Regions from separate parts of the Ovis aries genome. Here region 1 is linked to region 2. The links are chromatin contacts, called in public Hi-C maps. All regions are on one chromosome and are shown on one strand. The core of a region is the stretch at or near the end of the contact, and the rest is flanking DNA. Distances in the headings are between cores, read along the strand shown. Region 1 has its middle 33 kb from the start of MGST3. Region 2 holds the start of LOC114111020 (U6 spliceosomal RNA).

The links. Hi-C and Micro-C count contacts between places; a contact is called where the count stands out from the background.
Region 1: a Hi-C map of hypothalamus shows a contact between it and region 2, with 5 times the contacts expected there. The contact joins two enhancer-like sites. A contact is called at or near these places in 9 of 16 Hi-C or Micro-C datasets (blood, hypothalamus, liver and 5 more).

Annotation. Positions count from the first base shown.
Region 1 is chr1:117,735,657-117,742,086 of ARS-UI_Ramb_v3.0, forward strand. No RefSeq gene overlaps it. Among named protein-coding and RNA genes, the nearest start is that of MGST3, 33 kb to the left of the region's middle. Within about 2 kb of position 4,810, at least 13 of the 54 cell types and tissues checked have an H3K27ac peak or open chromatin away from gene starts, as enhancers often do.
Region 2 is chr1:117,630,839-117,638,052 of ARS-UI_Ramb_v3.0, forward strand. LOC114111020 (U6 spliceosomal RNA) reads left to right here and starts at 1,500; the gene lies at 1,500-1,606. Within about 2 kb of position 4,318, at least 14 of the 54 cell types and tissues checked have an H3K27ac peak or open chromatin away from gene starts, as enhancers often do.

The DNA.
Region 1 (6,430 bases), core at 3,560-6,059, 110 kb after region 2:
TGTGGTCTTGGAGAAGACTCTTGAGAGTCCCTTGGACTGCAAAGAGATCCAACCAGTCCATTCTAAAGGAGATCAGCCCTGGGATTTCTTTGGAAGGAATGATGCTAAAGGTGAAACTCCAGTACTTTGGCCACCTCATGCGAGGAGTTGACTCATTGGAAAAGACTCTGATGCTGGGAGGGACTGGGGGCAGGAGGGGAAGGAGACAACAGAGAATGAGATGTCTGGATGGCATCACTGACTCGATGGACGTGAGTCTGAGTGAACTCCAGGAGATGGTGATGGACAGGGAGGCCTGGCGTGCTGCGATTCATGGGGTCGCAAAGAGTCGGACACGACTGAGTGACTGAACTGAACTGAAGGTTTTTAAAGCACAAGATTATAATCAGTCATAATTCTAGTTATTGTAACTGAGTTCCTGTATTGATTACATTATAATCAAGTTTAACTGGGCCTTTTACAGTCTTCTGTCATTTACAGGCAGTTATTGCTGTACTCTGATGCTTCTGCAAAAAGTAGTTCAAGAAGATTCAGAGGAAGGACTTTTTGACAAGTGCAGGTCTCTGTTAAATCTTAGATCATACTGCTGAACTGGGTAAGTAACCAGAGAATCCTAAAGGAAAACCTGATGACTTCATAAAAAGTTGAAAGATTGGTAGCTAAGTTAACTGGTGAAAATGGTTATAATTTTTGTGGGTTTTTTTTTCTTTATCTGGAGTATGATCTGTGTTATCCAAATATAGAGAAGCCCTTCCTTGAAGTTAATTATGACTTAGCAATTTGGTAAACTATACCTATGGGTAGAACTGAAACATTCTTCCTTTCTGCCTGGTCCCTTTAGAAATTGGAGATTCTTGGGTTCCAAGCAACCTTATCAGGTGAATAGGAAAGACTCTCTCTTGGCATGTTCAAGAATCTCAGTATTTGGGGGCCGTCTGTAAGAGGGGATTTCCACTGAGGCAGAGTCTGATGGCCGACCCTGGCTTGACTTTCCTGGCCTCGAAAGGTCTTTTGGGAATTCAGTCTGAGACACCTGAGGAGTTCCACCACAGCCAGTTTCGAGGAGCCTGTGCAGTCAGTTGACAAATCTGTCTTGATTTGGCTGTGTTTAGTGGAAATGAGGGTAATTTTGGAGAGAAAAAAACTACATTTCAGTGGATATTAAATTCTAGTAGGTCCGTCTAGTCAAGGCTATGGTTTTTCCTGTGGTCATGTATGGATGTGAGAGTTGGACTGTGAAGAAGGGTGAGCACCAAAGAACTGATGCTTTTGAACTGTGGTGTTGGAGAAGACTCTTGAGAGTCCCTTGGACTGCAAGGAGATCCAACCAGTCCATTCTGAAGGAGATCAGCCCTGGGATTTCTTTGGAAGGAATGATGCTGAAGCTGACACTCCAGTACTTTGGCCACCTCATGAGAAGAGTTGACTCATTGGAAAAGACTCTGATGCTGGGAGGGATTGGGGACAGGAGGAGAAGGGGATGACAGAGGATGAGATGGCTGGATGGCATCACTGACTCGATGGACATGAGTCTGAGTGAACTCTGGGAGTTGGTGATGGACAAGGAGGCCTGGTGTGCTGCGATTCATGGGTTTGCAGAGTCGGACACGACTGAGAGACTGAACTGAACTGAACTGTTAACTGAAGTCTAGATTTATGAAAGTTATTCTGTTAGCCACACTTTTGCCCTGATGTTCAGGAGGAAAAGAAAATTCTCTAGTGAAGCTGTCACAGAGTATAACTACTCACCATACTAACACTACTTGCTTTAAGCTATTGCTAAAAGCACATGAACCATATTTGTAACAATTTGGTGTAACTGACAAAGTATGTAGCCTCTAAAATGTTTCCCCATCAACATACCACAGAGCTTATCAACAGTATCTGATCAGTTTTCCGGCAATGTAGCAAACTAGGCAAATATAAAGGAGGCCTGGGTGCAGGAACATGGTCTGGACAGGAGTGCAGGCAGCATTCGCTCTTGCTTTGAAGGACATATACTTTGATTTATCAAAAAACTGCAATCAAAAAGGGAAATGATGGGGAAATCTTCACATACAGATATATGGAGAAGTCATTCTGACTTATATATGGTTTAATTTAAACTTTACTGACTGGTGGAACCTGCATGGCACAGCTGCTTTGGCCATTGTGGAGGAGAACACATTTGAAAGTCCAGATGGAGGAGCTGTGGCTCAGACACCCAAGGTAAGGCTAGGTGGCCACTGGAGATGTGATTTTGGACATGTTCCTGTATATTACTGAAAACCTGAGTTTTCTGAACTGCAGCCCAGACCAGGACAGCTGTGGTATCCTCTCAGAATGTGGACATTGCTTGTGTTTTGCTTAACAGTCCTATCTTCCCTGTGCTGTGCCTGTCAGACGTCTTACATCTCGTCCCTAGCCTGAACAGAGGAAGTCTGAGAACCTCACTGAGAAATGAATCAGATTGCTAGGGGTATTGCAAGAGGCCACTGTTGTCTTCCTCTGGACTTCTGTGAAAACTTGATCTGGCTCATGAGACCACATGGGGGAGGGCTGACCGTGGGGGAGGAGTAATACTCTTACCAGCTCCTGCTTCCGCATGCCAATATGCCAGAAGGACCTGTCAGCAAACGTTACCACAAAATACCGCTCACATTTTGCCAGGGTGACTGCCCATGAGCCCCTTATCCCAGGCTATGCTGTGTGGGCTGGAATAGAGCTGGACACACACGTCCAACTAGGAGCAATAACTGTTTTTCACTGGGAAGACCTAATGTGTGCACTGCTAACAAAACACTTCTGGCTAGAGCACTGGAATGCTTCCTTCAGAGCTAAGGCCTTCCCTGCCCCAGGCGGGTGCCTCTGGGTTTGTGAATGCTTCCTTCAGAGCCAGGGTCTTCCTGGCCCCATGCGAGTGGCTCTGGGTTTGCGAATACCAGGGGAGGCCTTACCTTTCTTGTAAGCAGACAGGGCACTGCTGCTCTTATTGGCTTCCTCTCTGCTAACCCAGTAAGTGCTTGGCTCCAAAATCGGTCCCCATTCTGGCAAATGATTGTTCTGGGCACACCAGGCAGCTTACTGTTGATGCCCTTTGGCTGCTGCCATCTGTATTTGTGGTATTCGCTTGCAGTGCCCCCTACGCACCTGTCCCAGGATCATGGAAGAGAGGTGGAGGACAGGGACTGTGCGCGTCACGCAGGGGACATCGGCATGGAGTATACGAGCAGGTCCCCAAGACGGCTGTTCTCCTGCTTCCTGTACACTCACTGCTCGACAAGGGCCTGCACCCTACATGACTGACCTCACATGACTGACCTTCCTGTACCCTTGCCCCCACATCAGCTAGTGACTGTTCTAATCTTTAGATCAGAGTCTCTCCTCCGTGACCGCTTATCAAAGCAGGGGTGAGGAGCATGACCCTCTGCTAGTTTCCCTGGTAACAGGTAAGACAACCTAACCTAACCTCAATCCCCTCATAACTGGTATCCTCCCCTCATAACTGGTCTCCTCCCCTCGGGAGTGAAGACTGCCACCATGTCCTGCCCCCTTTCTGCTGCACTCGGTGGGAGCTTGCTTTAGACATGTAAGATCCCCCATCCATTAAACCACTGATGTCAGTCACTGACTCCAGGCTCATTTTTGGTCTCAAGGATGGGAAGTGCAGGGCTTGTGGGCCCATGGGGTGCAGCCCGACATTTCTAAATGATACTTTAACTGGGTAGAGTATCCTAGGTTGTAGATTTCTCTCTCCCAGGACCCTGAGTCTACCTCCCCACTCCCTTCTGGCTGATAGTCTTATGGAGGTTCCCTTGTAACTGCTTTTCTCTTGCTGCCTCTAGGACGCTCACTTTATCTTTTGTCAGTTCAATTATGTCTTGGGGGAGGTCTGTTTGGGTTCATCTTGTCTGGGACTCTCTCAGCTTCCTATGCTTGGATATGTGTTTCCTTCTTTAGGTTTGGGAAGTTTTCAGCTAATTTCTTTCAGTTGCATGTTTGACCCCCTTCTCTCTTCTCCTTCTGGGATCCCTATCATGTGTAGATTGGCTCACTTTGTTCTCCCATAGGTCTCAAATATTGGTTTCATTCTTTTAATCTGTCTGATGTTCTGATAGGGCGAGTTCCATCATTTCATCTTCCAGATCACTTATTCGTCCTTCTGCATCGTTGTTTGCCCTGGCCAGGACCGTCTGCGCAGGTCTCTGTTCCGCCTGCCACGGTGCCGCCGCTGCACTCTCCTCCAAGCCTCTGAAGCTCCCTTTGTGTGCCGGCTGATCCCCCAGCCACTGAAGGGGCTTCCCAGAATGAGGGAACATTTCCTCTCTCACAGCTCCCTCCCAGGGCCGCATGTCCCATTCCAGTTACATTTTTCTTTTGTCCTACCCAGAGATCTTTCCTACAGCTCTGGTTCTATGAGATCTGCCAGCGCTCAGCGGGTATTCTGCCAGAACTGTTCCACACGTTGATTGTTTTAGATGTATTTGTGGGAGGAGACTGCCACGTCCTTCTAGTCCACCATCTTGACCTCGGCCCATCCTTACTGTGTGAGGCTCTGAAGAGTCAAACCGGTGCGTGCAGTGCCCAGCTCTGTCCTCCAATGGCTAAGGGCCAGCTCAGGCTCCAGCACGAGGCGAGGGGGAAAGCATGAGCGCCACCTGCTGGTGAAACTTCATCAACCGTCAGCAACCAGAGCAACCTCGTGTTCCAAGGACCCCACCCACCCAGAGTTGGGCCGGTTTCCCTTTCTCCCCTATAGCATTTGCTTCCAAAGATGCTCTCCCAACTCAATCGAAAACAGCTCTCTCAGTTCCCTCTCTTAAGCCGCGCTGTCCAATAGAACTTTCTGATATGATGGAAATATTCACCTCCACTGTCCACTACAGGAACCACGACCCACATGTGCCATGGAATACTTGAAATGTGGTGAGAGCAACTAAAAGGCTGAGTCTGCGTTTTGTTTTGTGTTTAAACAGCTACATGTGGCTAGTGATAGCACAGCAGTAGGGCAGTGGCTCTCAACCTTGACTGTCCCCTAAATTCACCCTGGCAGGAACCTTTTAAGAATACAGACGAGTTAGGCTAAATCCCAAATCAATTAAATTAGAATCTATTTTCAAAGCTTTCTCTGGGTATTTCAGACATGTGGCCAAAGTTGAGAACCACTGTTCTAAAGGCAGTGTTTGGTAAACTATTGTGCTATGAATCTCCTGGGGCTCTTGTGAAAATACAGACTCTTGATTCATAGGCCTGCTGCCCTGGGACCATACTGTGTACCAGGGCTCTACCCTACCCTTCTAATCCGTTCACCTGCACACACACTGAGTACTTGTGAGCCCAGTGGCACGGCAGTTCTGGCTTTTAGTCTCCATTCTAGCCAGAGAAGATGTAATAAGCCTGTAATCTCAAATAGTGACAAATGCTTTGAAGTAAATAAAATAGCATAATGGGATGAGGGTGTGTGCAGCTACTGCAGATTTAAGGAGATAAATGTTTAGTTTGGGGCTTTCAGGAGCTTATAGGGAGACCATGGGAAATCTGGGAAGACATGCTCTCTGGGGAAGAGGGACAGTGAACGTGAGGTTCCTGAGGCAAGAACAAGTCTGGCAGTGTAACGCACAGGTGAACAGAGGAAGCGGCAGCAGTGAGATCGCAGGGCACGGTGGTCACGGTAAGGAACATGGATTGTGTTCTAACTAAAAGCCACAGTCGGTCTTAAGCCAAGCATGAGGAATTCTAGCTTACAGTAAGGAGACTGCTCACTGCTGATCTGACTTGATAGTTTTTCACAGCATCTCTTAACTGCTAAGGCTTAGTCTCCTTTTTCCCCTTTGCGGATTTTTTCCCCTCAATACCCTAGAAAGAAAAACATAGGTCTTTAGGTATTAAAAAAACAAGGAATTATTTTTACTTCAAATGAGAGCCAAATTCAGAACTAGGCACTTTGGAGAAGCCAGGGTGGAAATTGCCATTGTAAGAAGCAGGCAAGGGTTCGTGGCTATCCAAACCCCCATCTCTGGAAGCTCCTGGTAGGATGGCTTCCATGCTGCTGTCAGCAAACTGTAACCAACTTTCATTCTGCCAGATTTTTGCCTTAGGCAGCAAGAGACTCTAAGGTAAGAAATAGAGGAGCAGGTGGAAAGAAGGGGCCCAATGGCTACCTTTTATCTGAAAAAGACCTGCCCAAGTGAGCAACTGCTTCTATATGGAATCACTGAAAAGCCAGACCAGAGATCAGCACTCTGAGCTACTGCAAAGGAGTGAGCCAACATGAGTCTTGGTTTTCCTCTTTCCCATTAATACAACTCCAAGACAGTTTCTATCAATAGCCATTAAATGACGGTTTCCCACAAGAATTTGTCAACCAAAGAAATCCTAAAATGCATATGAAGGAACATGAGCTGAATACATTTACACGTGGCTTCATCAAGATACAGGGTTAGTTAAGTTA
Region 2 (7,214 bases), core at 3,068-5,567:
CCTGAATATTCATTGGAAGAACTGATCTTGAAGCTGAAACTCCACCTGATGTGAAGAACTGACTCATTAGAAAAGACCCTGATGCTCGGAAAGATTGAAGGCAGGAGGAGAAGGGGACGACAGAGGATGAGATGGTAGGATGATATCACTGACTGGATGGACATGAATTTGACCAGGCTCCAGGAGTTGGTGATGGACAGGGAAGCCTGGCGTCTTTGCGGTCGCAAAGAGTCAGACATAACTGAGCGACTAAACTGAAAGAATAAAAATGAGAGAAATGGAGCGATGGAGGCTATTCCATCTCTCCTGTCAACCTGGAAAGGCTTGCTGAAGAAACTAAGGTTAGTGTCCTTGGCATGACCGGGTTCCACCGGGCTCCACGCTCGTCCAAACTGCAGACCGGTGCCTGCCCTTCCACGGTTGCTAAGGCAGCAGGCCGCCTCTGAGGTGCTGCCTCTGACCCACCAGTCCTGGCCTGGGGCTTTCATTTCCAACCAGTTTCCAGCAACTACAACGCAGCCGAGAGACCGCCCAATGGGATCGGCCCTCTCTAACGGGCCCTCTGTGATCCACGAATCAAGTGCTGCCGATAAAGCCCGAAGCTGAATGGTCAGTTCCCAGGGAGGGCGGGGTTGGGAAAACAGTAGCTGGACGGAAATAGGTGCTGCTTTTCGGGGGCTTTGTTAAATGGCTGTTAGTCACTAATACCCGGTGTTCCATTTAGGGCAGAGGACGGGATCCTCAGGGGGGGTTCCTGTGGCGCTAGGAAAGCGGGGTCAGCGGAGCCCCAGGGAGCGAGAGTCCCCTGGACTCCTACTGGGACGTGGAAGAGACCTCCTTGGAGCCCACTCCTGGCTGAGGTCCTGTTAGGTCCTGGCAGTTCCCTCTGCCAGCATCTGATTAACCCCAGGGGAAGTGACGGTATCACTAACCTCAGGGTTTGCTCCCTGATATAGGAAAACAAAACTTATTATTGTTGCTCTTGGGAGGGAACAATAAGCAGCAGGTCATAGGAAAATCTGTGTGAAATGAAAATATCTCCCGCCATATTAATAAGAAATGTCACAGCCATCAGCGATTTCTGGCCTCCAAATGTGAATGAGAGCTCCCAAAACTGTGATCCAGCAGATGCTGCCACTCCACCACTGGGTGGTTGCTGGGGAGCTGGGGGAATGCAAGAAGCTAGGAGAACAGCTTTGACCTCAGATAGCTGAGGTGCAAAAGAAAGGACTGAATTCAGTGAACCCAGAGGCTTGCGTGTTCCCATACAGAGAATGCTAAATTCCTTAACTTGAAACCTAATCTTTGACGTTCAGACTGCCTGTTCCCCTTGTTGCAAACTTGCATATAGCCTGACTCCTGCCTCCTTGGAGCAATTTTCTCAGAGCTACTGAAGTGCCGTTTCCCAGGCTCAGAGTCCTAAACATTCCCACCAAATCTCTACTTTCAGTTTGACTATATTTTTTAGTTGACATCTGTAATTGAAAGTTCATGGAAGTGTGCTCGCTTCGGCAGCACATATACTAAAATTGGAACGATACAGAGAAGATTAGCATGGCGCCTGCGCAAGGATGACACGCAAATTCGTGAAGCGTTCCATATTTTTTATCATTCTTTTTCATACGTTCTATTAAAGCAAAGTTTTCACACATTAAAAAAAAAAAAAAGTTCATGGAAGATCTGAACATGTAAGGGAAGTATTAGTGAGATTCTAAGTTGAAGAAGAGAATGTTTTGATTTGTTTTTCAAACAAAGAGAATACTGTCAGGAAGAAAGAGAATGCAATGAGGTGACTGGTATTCTGCCAGCCCCATTCTACAGACCAGTGAGGCCTCCTAGCAGGGACCAGGGTTTTGGGGAGAAAAGAAAGACAAAGATGATGGACGATAACAAGGAAAAAAGAAGAGGGAAATATTTGAAAAGTCTGGAAGAAGAAAGGAAACAACTGAGCCAATGGAAAACAGTAGAAGAAAAAGAAAAGTTTCTGCTCTGCAGTAGACTGTATTTTCCAACTCAACTTCAGGATATATGAACAAAAGCCACTGTACTTGTGGAGGAAATTAAGGCTGATTTAAATTCGTCCTGCCCCTGAAAATCCAGGATGTATGTTTGTCCACCCTGGGGTTGATTAAAGACATAGCCTGCCCCAGTGGAGTAAGGATACTGAAAGTCTAAATGTCTGGAGAATTCTCATCTATCAGCACTCAGAGTGGGTGGGGTATAGTCCTCAGGAAGTCTCAGAATATGGTCAATCCTTTATCAGAATTATTCTAGATTCACTTTTATTTTTTCATCAAATGCACATAAAACATGGACTTGTGCTTCTCTTGAAACTGTGCTGACCTTGTCTTTTTTCTGAAAGTGTACCTGCTCCAAGAGGAATAATAATAATGATTTTTAAAGCCCTATATGCATGACTTCTTTGTACTTTTCAAATCATTGTCTTATGCCCTTCCCTGCCCTTCCTACATTGTGCCTGATGCAGTCACCCTTGTTCTCATAGTGGCTCACGTAGTGACTTCCTGCAGCTCTTATCATTACACTATATTTTATTTCTTTTTCAAACTTGTTTCTGGTTTCTGGAGAGGATGTTGTTAATTCTTAACTTACTACATAAAGAGTTCCTTCTCCAGGAACATTATTAGTGCAAGGAACAGTCTCTCTTTTCCATCATGGATATATATCAGTGCTTCTTACCTCGTGTGTTGACAGTCTTTTCTCTCTGTATTATTAAACTAGCTTCACTGTAATTACTTTTCACTCTCTTGAGAAGCTCTGCTAGTCAGTTCTCCATTTGCCCCTCAAGAGTTTCTCCTGTTTCATCTTTGCATTTTGAGAGCTGGGATCTATACTTATTTGGAGTCGAGTTCCTTATTCCTCACAGAGCTCTGAAATTCTATAGCAGAGAGAAGGGTGTAATTTTCCAACAACTTCAGTGGCAGTTGTTTACTTTCTACTGTTTCCTGGCTCTTTCCCTTTCCATACAGCTGATCCAGCTTAATGATGTTTTAAGCCATTCTATCCACTAGTATTTAGAAAAGTTGTATTATAGGCTTTCAAGTCCCCTAAGAGTACAGGCAAGACTGTTAACATCTATATCTTAGATCTGTTGGCCGAGGTTCTCGAGTATCACTCCCCAACCCCCATGTGGGCAGATGGTCTGTATTGTTCTCTGATTTCACTTTGTATCCACCTAATTGGACTTCTGCATGCTAAGCCATAGGAAGGAAAGAATTGAATAGGAATCACCTCCCCTAACTGCTGTTGTTCCATTATTTTTTAAATGTCAAATATTTGAGACATACCCATTTATTCCTGAATTTATTCCTGAGCATTTGGAAAATAAGTGTTAGGAGAAGACGAAAAGATGAGTGAAAAAAAGCTGAAGTGAAAGACTTCTCTCAAGAGCTCAGAAGAAATAGCTCCGGAGGACAGACTCTTCTATAAGTACTAGAGTACACAGAGGAAGAACCAGAGTTCACAAGCAGATCTGAACTCAACATGCTAAGTGGAATGTAGGTATAAGGGAGATAGTGCAAGCTGGGGGTCGTGAACACAAGCATCTGGGTTCACATCCTAGCTCTGGCATCTACTATCTGGTTAGATGCATGAGGGTTCATATTCACCCTTGAACTGCAGGAGAAATAAAAATAGATTCTGATGCTTTTACTAAATTTTAAGCAAAAACTTGTTTGGTTAATTAGTATGTGCTGCTGCTGCTAAGTCACTTCAGTCGTGTCCGACTCTGTGCAGTCCCACAGACGGCAGCTCACCAGGCTCCCCCATCCCTGGGATTCTCCAGGCAAGAACACTGGAGTGGGTTGCCATTTCCTTCTCCAATGCAGGAAAGTGAAAAGTGAAAGTGAAGTTGCTCAGTCATGTCCGACACCATGTATGACCTCTGTTAGAGACACATGGCAAACTGCTGTGGTTTGGAGATTATGGCTTAATAGTAACAGCAGTTAATACCTACTTAGCACTTCCAAAGACCAGGTCCTATTCCAAACAATTTATATAATTAACCCACTAATCTTCACAACAACCCGATGAGGCTGGAATTTCCCCACAGTAGCTTCACTGTGACCGTATTAGTGACAGCAGCAGCAGAGAAGTTCCGTGTCCCTTTCCCCCATATCTCTCAGAATTCCACAATTAGATCCATTGCTGCCAAAAAGAGGCCGAAGATATCAGTGCCCTGAGATTCATCACTGAAACTACACACTGCCATGAACATGATTCCAGTGATTCTGACTTTCAAACGTAGCTAGAGGTAACAGGAAATGGAAAGGGTACAAGGGAAGGTGGAGTGTTTGATGGAAACTGGTAAGGTGGCCACAAGGTGGCACAGGGTGATAACCAGAGTGCTCTCTTCCTCCCAAGTGACTGCCTTTTCACTGAGGGCTGTTTCTGCTGCCCTGACTCTCTTAACATCTTAATATTCTGAAATGCTCTCTGCATCATCTTTCTGTTCCATTTTCCACAATCTGTGGTCCCTTCTCTTTCCCTACTCCCTCTTTTCCTTGAAAAGTTCTCCTCAGTTCTCACTGTTACACTGAACATGTGTTCCTTTCTCTCAGTTGACTCCGATGGCAGGTCCTGTACTCAACAACTCTCTGCTTCTGGAAGGTGGGCTCCTCCAGCATATCTCTAAGTCATTTTTTTTTTCTAATTGAAATTGATTCACAATGTTATGTTAGTTTCAAGTGTACAGCACAGTGACTCCTATATATTCTTTTCCAGATTCTTTTCCATTATAGGTTGTTACAAAATATTGAATTTGGTTCCCTGTGCTATACAATAGGTCCTTGTTGATTATTTATTTTATATATAATAATGTGTATTATATACCAACTTCCTAATTTATCCCTCCCCTCTCCTTTCCCCTTTGGTAACCATAAATTTGTTTTCTATGTCTGTGAATCTCTTTCTGTTTTATAAATAAATTCATTTGGATCTTTTTTCTTGGATTTCACATGTAAGTGATATCTGATATTTGTCTTTGCCTTACTTCCTGTAGCTATGTCCATTTATGTTGCTGCAAAGGGCATTATTTCACTCTCTATGGCTGAGTAATATTCCACTGTATATACCCAGATAGATGGATCATATCGTCTTTGTCCACTCATCTGCAGACGGACATTTAGGTTGCTTCCATGGCTTGACTATTATAAATAGTGCTTTTATGAACATTAGGATTCATGCATTTCTTTGAAATAGGTTTTTCTTTGGATATATGCCCAGGAGTGGCATTGCTGGATCATATGGCAACTCTATGCTCAGTTTTTTTAAGGAACCCCCTTACAATTCTCCATAATGGCTGCACAAATTTACATTTCCACCAACGGTGTAGGACCTATTGCATAGCACAGGGAACCAAATTCAATAATTTGTAATAACCTATAAGGGAAAAGAATCTGATATCTGACCTGGTGTTTTCAGAATTTAACATTAAGAAGCATGGGTTCTCAAGATTGGGGAGTGTTGTGGGCTGAACCGTGTCCTCTCAAAACTCACGTGTTAAAGTCCTAAACCAGGCTTCCTTGGTGGCTCCGTGATAAAGAATCTGCCTGCAGTGCAGGAGGCCTGGCTTGTGCTCTGCAATGAGAAGCCGTAGGAGCCACATGCACCCTGCTTGCTGCAACTAGAGAAAAAGCCTGAGCAGCAACAAAGACCCAGCACAGCAAAAAGAAAAAGATCCGAAACTGCACGACCTTAGAATGTGACAGTATTTGGAGATAGGAGCTTTAAAAGGTAGTTAAAGTAAAAAGAAGTCATATTAGTGGACTCCAATTCAGTGTCAGCCGTGTCTTTAGATGGGGCTTCCCTAGTGGCTCAGATGGTAAAGAATCTGCCAGCAGTGCAGGAGACCTGGCTTTGATCCCTGCGTCAGGAAGCTTCCATGGAGAAGGGAATGGCTACCCACTCCAGTATTCTTACCTGGAGGATTCCATGGACAGAGGAGGCTGACAGGTTAGAGTCTATGAAGTTGCAAAGAATCAGACATGACTGAGTAAGTAATGTTTTCACTTTTTCAATGTCTTTAAAAGAAGCAGAGATTAGGACACAAATACACACAGAAGCAAGTCACATGAAGACGCTGAAAGAGGATGGCCGTCTGCAAACCAAAGGAGAGCTCTTAGAAGAAACCAGCCCTGTTGGTATCTTGACCTGGGGCTTCTAGTCTCCAGAACTGTGAGAAAATAAATTCACATTTAGTCACCCAGCCTGTGTGCTTTGGCATGGGTCCCAGCAAACTAACATCAGAAGCATTATCAAGACATGTCCCTTATTTCTGCCCTTTCCTGATGCCTCCTACCAGATGCTTACCTTCATCTACTTGGCAGCCTGGAATGGCCAGTTATTAAGACTGGATCTTTCCTGGTTTGCTTATGGGGTCAGGACACTCACAATCAAACCTGTAGGAGTATTGGTACTTAAGACCCTACTTACTGCTGCCTAATACTTAATTCAGATACTTACTGAACGTTTATCATGTCCTAGGGCCATGGGAACATAGAGAAAAATCATCTAAGGCTAGAGAAGAAATCGTTCCTGAAAAGATGGTAATTTAGACAACTTGAAAGACTCAGTAGCAGTTGTCAGAATGGGAATTGTTAGAGAAGGTTGAGTGGAGATAAGAGAATTCAAGCGGAGAAAACAGCCTGTGCAAATATACAAAGACGTGGAAGAGTAACATGTTGAAGGAATAGAAGTAATCCTCAGTGACAGAAGTGAAGAGTCCGTGTGACCTGAGGCACAGGGACAGGCAGGAAGTCACACACCAGGTTCTGTTTTTTCGGCTGTTCTGGGTCTGTTGCTGTCCGCAGGCTTTCTCCAGTTGTGGCAAGTAGGGGCTACTCTCTAACTGCGGTGCGCAGGCTTCTCATTGAGGCGGCCTCTCTGGTTGTAAAGCCTGGGCTCTGGGTACACAGGTTCAGTAGTTATAGCCGGCAAGCTCAGCTGTCCTGTGGTGTGTGCAGTCTTCCTGGACCAGAAATCGACCCAGTGTCCCCTGCATCAGCAGGCAGATTCTTTACCACTGGATCACCAGGGAAGTCCCCAGACACCGAGGTTTTGTGCACTAAGCTGAGGGATCCAAACAGTGTAGCTTTGGTAGGACTTGAATACTGTCTCTGGAACATTCACCTTCAGGAAAGCATGGGGTGAATTAGAGAGGAGGAAGTAGAGACTCAACAAACTTGGATGCAATTTTT